Regions from separate parts of the Mus musculus genome. Here region 1 is linked to region 2. The links are chromatin contacts, called in public HiChIP or PLAC-seq maps. All regions are on one chromosome and are shown on one strand. Each heading gives the region's core, a stretch centred on a gene start, on an enhancer-like site or on the middle of the called end of the contact. The rest is flanking DNA. Distances are from core to core; before and after follow the strand shown.

What was found. HiChIP or PLAC-seq counts read pairs in DNA pulled down with a chosen protein or histone mark.
Region 1: an H3K27ac HiChIP or PLAC-seq map of extraembryonic endoderm stem cells shows a contact between it and region 2. The contact joins the enhancer-like site here to the promoter of Nynrin in region 2. A contact is called at or near these places in 4 of 39 promoter capture datasets (the C10 cell line, cranial neural crest, liver and 1 more), 6 of 15 datasets of contacts at CTCF or cohesin (CD8 T cells, the G1E-ER4 cell line, the NIH/3T3 cell line and 2 more), 46 of 484 Hi-C or Micro-C datasets (B cells, the C10 cell line, CD4 T cells and 30 more), 13 of 115 datasets of contacts at active chromatin or transcription factors (the HPC-7 cell line, cardiomyocytes, differentiating embryonic stem cells and 6 more) and 4 of 9 other capture datasets (adipose tissue, embryonic stem cells, liver and 1 more).

Annotation. Positions count from the first base shown.
Region 1 is chr14:55,923,884-55,929,226 of GRCm38.p6, forward strand. No RefSeq gene overlaps it. Among named protein-coding and RNA genes, the nearest start is that of Cma1, 18 kb to the right of the region's middle. Within about 2 kb of position 2,823, at least 20 of the 459 cell types and tissues checked have an H3K27ac peak or open chromatin away from gene starts, as enhancers often do. A contact at or near this core is called in DN2 thymocytes, the G1E-ER4 cell line, extraembryonic endoderm stem cells and 1 more, where this site is marked.
Region 2 is chr14:55,851,155-55,856,338 of GRCm38.p6, forward strand. It overlaps Nynrin (NYN domain and retroviral integrase containing), which reads left to right and starts at 2,961. Exons shown (of 8, transcript NM_001040072.1): 1 at 2,961-3,272. The coding sequence starts at 3,075.

The sequences.
Region 1 (5,343 bases), core at 1,573-4,072, 73 kb after region 2:
GGGACAGCAATGGTCTCAAACACCGAGATCATATGGGTAGAGCCACTTACTTGAAGCTAGAAGGTCATCCCAGAAAGCTGAACTGATAGCTCTAACCAAAGCATTGGAACTGAGAAAAGACAAAAGACGTGGAGAGCCAGTGTGACTCATGTCCATGGGGCTAGTTATAGAGACAGAGGCCTTCTGACAGCAGAAAGAAAGACTATCAAAAATAAAAAGGAAATCCTCTCCCTACTAAGGGTTCTTTGGGGTCCTAAAAGCTGGCCGTCATTCACTTCTCAGGATACCAGAGAGGGAAGGACCCAGTTTCAGAGGATAACAACAGATAAAGCAGCCCGACACACTGCCCAGAAATCAGACCTCTCCTGCTCCTGACTTCTCTGGATCTGGGGGATCCTATGCTCCCTGACCACCCTAAGCATACAAAAGAGGACATAATCTGGACTAGGAATTCTCCTATGTCCTAATGTTATGCAGATGGTGGAGAACAACAGATTATAACTCATTGTGGCAGGAAAATGAGACTACACATACTTCCGAAGATCCACCGCTCTCCCAACATGGGCATCTGGAAAACATGACATACCAATATCAAGAATTAGAGATGCCAACTCAAAGATAGCTGAGATGGTCAAGAACTATAAAGCCTACCAGTTAGCTAACATGGTGACTAATAGAAAGAACCCCGGTGATAGATTCAGAGACACAACGCCTAGAGCCTACTGAGAGATGTCACAGAGATAAAACCAGAAAAATGTAGATATAAATATTTACTGGTGTCTATAGAAACCTTTCCAGGTTGGACTGAGGCTTTCCCCGTCAAACATCAAACTACATCGATAGTGACAAAGAAACTCTTAAAGGACATACTGCCAAGGTATTCTCAGATGATAGGGTCAGACCAGGTAAGTCAGGGACCAGCCAGTATTCTAGAGATTGATTAAAAAACTGTATTGTACGTACAGACCCCAGAGCTCAGGACAGGTAAAAAAGATAAACAAGACTCCAAAAGAGACTTTAACTAAGTTGACCTAAGAGACTGACAATGACTGAATAACTCTTTTCTTTTCACTGTCTACTGGGTATGAAACTTCCCTCACCAGATGGGACTCACCCCTTTTGAAATCATGTTCGGGATACAGGGTTCCTCTGTGTAGTCCTGGCTGTCCTGGAACTCGCTCTGTAGAACAGGCTGTCCTCAAACTCAGAAATCCACCTGCCTCTGCCTCCCAAGTGCTGGCATTACAGGCATGCGCCACCACTGCCCGGCTCCCATTATTCTTAACACACAGGCCGAGGTCATCACTGAATTTGAGGATGGCCAGTTGCTGGACAATCTCAAAGATGTCCAAGGATCTCATAAACATATTTGGCCTAAACTTCTGTGTTCTCTATGAAACAGGTCCCCCTCCAGCAGGGGCCATTAGAGCCTAGTTGAAAAGGTTCCTATGCTATCATCTTGACCACACTCACAGCTCTGAAGGTCGATGTGATTACATTGTAGACCTACAACACCCATTTATAGTTAAAGATGACCCCCGACCAACAGGAGAAAATTCAGCCTCAGGACTCCCCTCTATCTCCCACTGATGGGGGCCCTACCCAAACCCCAGGGACACCACAAGGATTGGACAATGACAACTGTGACCCCCTCTAAAATATGATGGTCAGGTCCTTTCAGGTCACCAATACATCCAGGCCTGAGTTAACTGAGTCATGGAAACACAGCCCTGTTCCTGGTTGTTTTCATGGGCTTAGTTAATACTACCAGTCCCTAACAAAGCCCAGGAGCTTCAGGAAGTCCAATGATTGGGCCTTCTAGTTACCAGAGAAGCAGGGAAATGCAAGGCCAAACACACTCCATCTTGGGACTGGCCTCCATCTTAAAAGGAAAAAAAAAAAAAAAAGCTTAAGAACTTGACTTGCAGCTGAACCCAAGCTACACCCAAGTCCCAGAAAGGACCCCATGGCTTGTCCTTGGCCCATCCCCCAGAGTTACTTCCTAACAACAGTCAGTCAAACATTAGTCTGACTGTTTCAGATATACTCTCAGACCATTTGTGAGTGTTCATGGTTTTGCTTTAGAGTACCCACCTGTCGGCTTACAACAGTCATTCAATTATATGTTTACTAGGCTAGACACCCACTTGCTTACTCCCATTTCCTATAAAATCTTGTCCCAATGAGGGTTCGAGGCTTTTTCATCAAACCATCCTGCTTCGTTAGGGTCGGAGGTAAAGAGGCCCAAGCTGGTAAATAAAGACTCTACTGTGATTACATCAAAGTTGGCTCCTGGGTGGGCTTTCGGGCCTCAGGAACAAGCCACAACCAAGTCCTCAGGCTTGCACAGCAGATAATTTACCACAGAGCCGTCTCCCCAGGTCCATAGATAGGGTCTCCGAGTTGTAGCCTTGAGAACCCACTCTGTTGAACTGCACCCCTTGCTTTAAGCCCACCCATATTATAAGGGATAACATGCTTCAAAATCTACTAATTAAAATGCAAATACTATCTCAAAACACCTTTATAGGGACAAGCTGCATTCTGTACTGTTACAGTTGATCCTGAAGTCTTTATCTTTCTCTGTTAGCACTGTTTCTGTCCCTCCTCTTTGACAGGCCCTTCTGTTGGTTTGGGTTGCCATCCATCGGGATAACAAAGACCTCTTTATCTCTGAGGTCATTGTGCCTTTATCAGGATAGGCTTTCAGAAGTTTCACATAATAGTTGTCACCAAGCATAGAATCACCAAGAAGGAGTCCTGCTACACCCTGAGCCATGATTGCATTGTTATGTAGCAACAGCATCTCTGTGATGACCAGGGTTGCATGGTCACTTCTCTGTTGTGCACACATTTGTCAAGAGAAGCTTGGGATGGCAGGTGGAAGCTGTAGCTTTAGATTTAGTCTAGCCCTGGTTGTATACCTGGCCCTGAAGGTGTCAAGCAGAACCAAAAGTTGTGGAGACAAAAGAGCCAGGCTCTCCCAGTGATCGCTAGGGTGCCTCCTTGGGATTTGGTGGCTCTGATATTCAGCTCACAATGGGCAGCTCTGTTCATACATCCAGTTATGTCCTGAGGTCAATCAGCATTGACTAGAGGCTGCTGGTGTTGCAGGAGTTCACTTCTCTGTGGTAAGTAGTTTCCTGCGGCATGTGGCATGGCCTTATTACAGTATTTCACCCAGGGACTTCCTTCTTTCAGAGAACCTACCTCGGTTTGCCATGGCAGCTATGGTGTCCTTTGGTCAAGAGCTGAGGCTGCTCAGCAGCCAGAACCTGATGCAGGACCTGCTCCTGTTTTGGGAGATATTCTGAAAACTGATAGTTATCTGAGGCACCCGAAAATGGTTCAGTTTAGTATTTCCAAGTGTGCTACATGCTAGCTGCAAACTCCAAAGAGACCACACACTGCCCCTCTTTGGGCTCCGTGCCATTAATATAGTGAAGTACCCTGATGCCATTGAACCATCTGAACAGAGTCCTTCTGGACTATGTCAGGGGAGAACACAGGATACGCACAGTGAGAAGAACGTTCTCTGTACCCGGATGGAGACTGGGAAGACACACACTTCATCATCAAAAGCCACACACCGCAGACTTATGCCATTTAATCGTAAGGATACAACATGCAAATCAGCAGCAGGAGAGGCTACCAGTTGGTGAAGTTGACGGGGTCCGTTGCCATCCATCACTGCGCATTTGGTTCCCAAGAGACCACTCTCTGCATTGGTTCAAGTTTCTGAGTGTGCTACTAAGCTGTTATTTTACCTAGAATGCATTATTTCTGAGTTATCATCTTGGCTGGTGTGTGTGTGTGTAGGAACTGTTTCTGGGAAGACATAAAGAAACATCTTCTCAGCCGGGCGTGGTGGCTAACGCCTTTAATCCCAGCACTCGGGAGGCGGAGGCAGACGGATATCTGAGTTCGAGGCCAGCCTGGTCTACAGAGTGAGTTCCAGGACAGCCAGGGCTATACAGAGAAGAAGGAAATGACGGGGCTGGAGAGATGGCTCAGTGATTAAGAGCACTGACTGCTCTTCCAAAGGTCCTGAGTTCAATTCCCAGCAACCACATGGTGGCTCACAACCATCTGTAACGAGATCTGGTGCCCTCTTCTGGAGTGTCTGAAGACAGCTACAGTGTACTTACATATAATAAATAAATAAATCTTTAAAAAAAAAAGAAGGAAATGACAACAAAATAAAGCAACAGTAATGCCAAAGGGCAGCTTGGTGAACCAGAGAGTCCCCTGGGAGCCTGGGTGACTCAAAGCCAGCCGATTGACTGTAAAGTCTTGGGTGATTCTCCAGAAAGCTGGAACACTGGGGCTCTCTGTACAACGTGTAGGAGGTTTGGTAGGTTGGAGAGGCTGTCTCCTAAGCAGTCTTTTGTTTATGCCACCTTGAAGAGGACAGGACCTTGGAAGACTTCTGAGTTCTTCACACACACACACATAGACATACACACAGACACATACATGTACACACACACACACACACACAGACACACACACACACACACACACACACACACACACACACGAGTGCCAGTGCCTGCAGAGTCCTGAGAATCCCCTAATAGCTGGTGTTACAGGTAGTTGGGAGTTGCCCAATGTGCTCGTGCTGGCAACCAAACTTGGGTCCTCTATTCGAGCAGGACATTCTCTTGATGGTTGAGCCCTCTCTAGCCCTGCTTCTGGAGTCTGCATGAGCCAGCTTAGGCACTGCCTGAGTTCTAGGAGTCTCCCTCCAGGGTAGAAAGTTTCAATATGGAGGAAATTGCTACCCAACAGTGGTGCAGTTACACAGATGTTTATTCGGTTCTTCCTATCCTGGCCTCCTAGTTTATACATCAGGTTAACTCACAAGTATATACATCTCTAACATGCATGCAGAGTACACGACTTGACCCACAGGGTGGTAAGAGGCCTGGGGTTATCTGTCCTCTAAGTTGCAACTAAAGCAACAGGCCAGATTCTCTTTATTTGTTACCCAGTATTGGGCATTCTGTAATAATAACACAAGAGAGACTAAGACACCACTTCGGGTTCACTCTCCACCCAGCCCTGGGATCCATATTGGTGGGCAGTTTTGTGGTTGGAGTTGGCTACTGGAAGCTCTGGCAGGGGTTGGGCAGGAGGTTGGATTTATCCTCATACTCTCTCTGCCAGACTATTGAGTCCACTCTGAGCTCTCCCTGGACTGCACACAGCCCACAGCTCCTATGCTGCAGCCACATAAAGAGGCAGAGATTCTCCTCTCTCCTCAGAGCTCCCATAGCCTCTCCCTGGCCAGACCTCTGTGTTGAAGAGGCTGAGGCAATATCCCTCTGCTGCTCTGGGGTG
Region 2 (5,184 bases), core at 1,711-4,210:
CTCCCTGGGCAGGGCCCTTAATCCGCATGATCTTTTGACTTGGAGGCCTCTCATTCCTCCTGCAAGTGACTCCTGGTGGGGCTTCTGCTTAGACACTTATCCGATGTTTACTTCTTCTGTAGCCAGGACCCTTCTACTCAAGGTAGATTTGTGCCAGATTAAAAAAGAACCTACAAAGTAGTAAAAGTCTGGTTACAGTTGTAAGCCACCATGTGGGTGCTAGGAACTGAACCTGGATCCTCTGCCAAGAGCCTGTGCCAGGTTTAAAGCAAGCACCTTTCAACCTAATGTTGTAAGTAAAGAACTAATGAATGTAGGCCAGGCAAGGTGGCAGATACCTTTAATCCCAGTATTCACTTGAGAGACAGAGGCAGAGAATCTCTGAATTTGAGGTCAGCCTAGTTTACAGAGCGAGTTCCAGGACAGCCAGGGTTACACAGAGAAACCCTGTCTCAAAACCTCCACTCCCGTTCTCCCCCTCAAAGTCGACGAATGTAGTTGAGCTGGAACTGGGAGGATACACGGATCAAAGTTTGTTAAGAGAAGATGGGTATGTTGGTGCATGCAAGTAATCACAGTCTCCGGGAGACAGAGACAAGAGGATTGCTTCTACTTCAAGGCCAGTTCGAATGATGTAGTGAATTCTAGGGCAGTCTGAGTCATATAGGACCCATTCCAACAAGCAAATAGATACCCAAGTCAAAGCTGTACCCAAGAGCCTGGCTTCTAGCAGATAAATACCTGTTGAAATTGTTGAATAAACTTGACTCAGTGAATACATTAGCAGAGGGGACACCTGAGCTCTGACCAAGGGATTTACTGACTTGTTTGAGGGTTCGTAGGCTCATTCCTGACAAAGGGTGATAGCCAGCTTTTTGGCCAAATCCACTTTCTCCACGTGGTTGGGTTAGCAGGTGGTAAGGGCTGAGTCCAGGAGGAGAGAATTTCTAGGGTAGAGAATCTCTAGGACACATTGGCTTGAGCTGAGATGGGGAGGAAGACAAGATCTGGGAAAGGAGACTGACTACCAGTTAGCAAGTGTCGCAGTACACTGTACACAGCTACGCTGGTATGTAATTCATTGCCTGAATTATGTAAGTTTACCTGTGAGAGCTGATGTCCATCCTGGGCCTTGGACTATTACCCCCATGTCTGTGAGCTAAAGCAACCAAGCACAAAAGTTTAAATAAGTTGCTTTAAAAGGATCTGTTTATGAAGTGTCTTATGCATGGCTTCTTTCTGCCCTCTGCATGGCCTCTTTGAACATAGGATTAAACCTGGGGCTTCTCCCTGACATCTTTAGCCCTGGCAGAAAGAATTTAGCATCACTAACAGAAGGGGTGGGGAGAGGCTGTGTGGCTCCCTTGCTCCTGGAAGGGAAACTGAGGCACACCCTTCCATCCTCTTCTGAGTCAGGGCCTCTGGGCTCAGCCTTCTGCAAACCCGGAGTTTCTGATGTGCCCTGCCAAGCCTGCCTTTTGATAGTACAATTAAAGGCAGGGAAAGTGGAGAGAAGTGGGGTCACTCAGACAGCCTCTGACTTCAAAGCCTTCTGGAGGGGCAGGGTTGAAGAACTCGTTACCCAGAACCCCACAGACCCACCTTTTATTTCTCTGAATTCCATTCCAGGGATGAGACCTTGTAAAGGTGGGGCTTGACCATCCAGTCTAGTCTGGCAGTAACCTGAATCTTTTCCCCCTGGGCCCCTTCTGCACAGCGTGCACCTCCCCACTGGCCTGCATACATACACACATCGGTGGCTCTGTAACACCGATGTCCTAGGAAAGGACTCAGTTTAAAAAAAAAAATAGCTGTCCTTTGTTCCCGTGGGTCAGGTCATACTTGTGTCTGTCAGACTGTGACTCTTGGTTTGTTTGGAAAGTAAGGTTCTCTCGAGGCCCCAGCTGCAGACTGTGCCTTCCCAGTGCCAGGCTACTTCAGGCTACAAGACCACATAAAGTGTTCTTTGTACTGAGCATGTCTCCAAGGCAGCTCGGGTTTTGAGAGTGTCCCCAGCCCAGGGCTAGTCTTGGACCACTGATGCCAACCATATGGCTGTGGATAAGGATGATTGGAGACCCTACCTCCCACTGGCTCCTCACACTCTAACTCACACTTGCTAAAAAAAGGGGTTCTCCTAAACAACCCGAGCCTGAAAACTCTGGCAGCTAACCCCCTGCCCCTCCAGCCCTGGGGGGCTTCCGCAGGGCCTGGGCCTAGAGCCAGTTCCAGGCGGTCCCCAGACTAGAGTGGGGGTGGGGGTCAGAGCTGTAACCCTTTACGTCCTGCTTGGTCTCCAGCCCATAGTTTCTACAGGCCCTAGCCTCTGTGGTCTCTCCACCCCATTTTCCCTTAACCCTTTCCTGCCACAAAGAGATGGGTGTAGTAAAGGGTTTTCAAGGGAAGTCCAGACGACCAAGGATCATGTGTGTGTGTGTGTGTGATGTGTTTGTGTGTGTGCGTGTGGTGTGTATGTGGTGTGTGTGCGCGTGTGGTGTGTATGTGGTGTGTGTGTGTGTAGAACACTGCTTGGAATCTAAAACCAGGGTCTCAGAGATCAACTCTTCAATCCTTCCTTTTCCTTCCTTCGAGGAAGGAACTTTGACCCCTGAACACAAAACTTGGGTGGAAGGCAGTTGCTTCCAAGACCCTGTTTGGCCCTCTCCCTCCCGCCCAGCCTCCTCTCCTTCCCTCCCTCAGTCTCCAGCGCCCCTTTAAGCCATCCAGCAGCTCAGGCGAGTTTATCCAGGGGGCCTGGCTTCGAGGTCGAAGGGGAGGAGGGGGTGGTGGTTGAGGGGGAGGAAGGGCGGCGGGAATCCGCTCGGTCCCACCCCTAGCTACAACCCTTAGCAGGAAGGGTTTGTCTCCCGTGCTGCGGCGGAAAGGGACGGAGCTGGGAGGGCGGGCGCGGAGCGCTGGCGGGTGGGTCGCAGAACCCACAGCAGGGAGGCGGTGGCGGGGGGCGCGCCTCAAGGAGGGGAGGCGTGGCTTAGGCTGCAGGGCTAGGTGGCTGGGGGCCTCGGTGCTGGGACCCGTGACACTTCTCACGCTTTCCAGGGGCCGGAGGGACAGCCATGCTTTTGTCGGGGGGTAAACCCCCAGCGCAGGAATGGTTCATGGTGCAGACAAAATCGAAGCCCCGGGTACACCGGCAGCGGCTGCAAGTCCAGCGCATCTTCAGGGTCAAGGTGACCGCTTTCCAGAGCCGTCCTGACACCCCTTACTTTTGGCTGCAGCTGGAGGGGCCCCGGGAAAATACGGGCAAAGCCAAGGTAAACAGCTTCGTTTTGTTCTTTCCTTTCCCTCCTAGTCAGATCCTCTCCCTCTCTCCTGAACAGTCAAGAGTCCCCAGAGGTGTTGAGCTTGTCCTGCTGTTTGGCTTGCAGGGTCTGGGCCTCCCTCCCTCCAGATCTGCGGGGCCCCTGCTCTGTCCCTCTGCTTCCTTCTTTCCCTTCTGCCCCACCCCTCTCTTACATGTCACTTCTGTCCTTTAAGTGTGCTGAGAGAACCTCTGCTGAGAGTCTCTTTCTACCAGCCTTCTCTGGTCAGAAACAGGCCCAGATTTTCCATCTTGGGATCAGTTTAAGGGCCTGCATTTTTGTGGCCTCTGCAACATATGTCTTTGTTCTCACCAAGACACTGGAAGGCCTCCGTTCTTTCTGTCTGCTTAAATCCTGGGCGGTTTCTCTGAGTACTGGGACCAGAGGAGGGCCCTAGAGACACTTGTAGAGTGGCGTTGGCAGTTTATAGACGAAGCAGTAGGACTCAGAGAGAGAGAGAGAGAGAGAGAGAGAGAGAGAGGGTGAGGGTCTGCCTCAGTCATCAGAGTCAGGAAGGAGTAGGTTGGTGGAGGTTGTAGAACCTAGGACCCTGCCGGCAGAGTAGGATGCATCTGTTCTGGAAGGCAGTGCCTTGGGATGCCAGGGAATCATGGACGTTGAGATGAAAGGGCCTGCTGTATGGAGCTGGATATTGGAGAGGCCAGGTTGCAGCTTGTCCCTTTTACGCTCATCTTGGCTTCTCTGCCTGGGCTCCTCCCTCTGGTTCAGTCACACCCAAGGGCCCCCTACTCCCTCAGATTCCCTTATCTTCTCCAGTAGGAATGCTCTGGACTCCCTTCTCTCGGATACAAGCTAGTCTTTAACCCTTTGGCTGAAGCTCTACCCACATCTCAGTTGGTCAGGGCCTAGGTAGGGGAGGCCCGGAACACAGCCAGCAGAAGGAAGGGGAGGCTGGGAAATTTCTCCCTAAACACGCCCATTAAGCTGCTGCATCAGCACTTTTCCAGTTCTGACAGAGGTGCTGGGGGAGGGGAGAGGTGTCTGCCCAGAGAACAGATGTGCAGGGCCCCTTAGTTTCAGAGGCTGGTGTAGGATAAGCTAAGAAGAGGCTTTTGGGTTCTTTATGTTCTTAATTTTTTTCCGTTACTGTTAAAGTACCACAGCTCAGCCTTCATGGAGAACTAATCAGCTGACCAGGGCCTCCCTAAAGATGGAGACTGAACCCAGGGCCTGTGCATACCACAGAGGCCCTCTGCCACTGAGCCACTTACTCCCCCTGGGCCCCTGAAGAGCACTGCTTGAGATGCTCCACTTTGTGTTTCTTGTTTAAACTTCAAGTCAGCTTCAAGCTTGTCAGCATCACAGCCTCTTTGGGCTATAGTTTTTTACCCCTGAGTTTCTCACTCCAAGCCCTGCTAAGTGGATCCAGGGGCTCTGTCAGTTTCCTCTTGTGTCCCTCTTTGCCCCAGAGAGAGGCATTGTTGAAGGTGGGAACAGCTTGCAGGGATTCTGGGTAACTTCCTTTCTTGGTGGGGACAGAAGGAAGAAAAGGAGGGGGAGGGGGTGAGGGCAAGGGACAGTGGAATGTGGGGAGGATAAGGTCTGGATTTGACACGTTTCCATATCATAGCCCAAATAGAGAAGCATAGTTTGAAGAGGCCCTGGTCTAATAATTCAGCCATCTTGAAACTTTTTTTCCTCATTTGTGAAACAATGTAATAACACTCTTCTCATGTAAGAATTGTGAGGGCCAACTGAAAGAATGCCTGCTCAAATACTTTGGCAAAACATAAAGAACAACACGGGGCAGAAGTTAGGTGCTGCTGTTAGTAACTAGCTTTATAAGGGACCAAGTCTTTCTCCCTAGCTTGATGTCTTGTAAGCTGAAGGGCTTTGATGACCT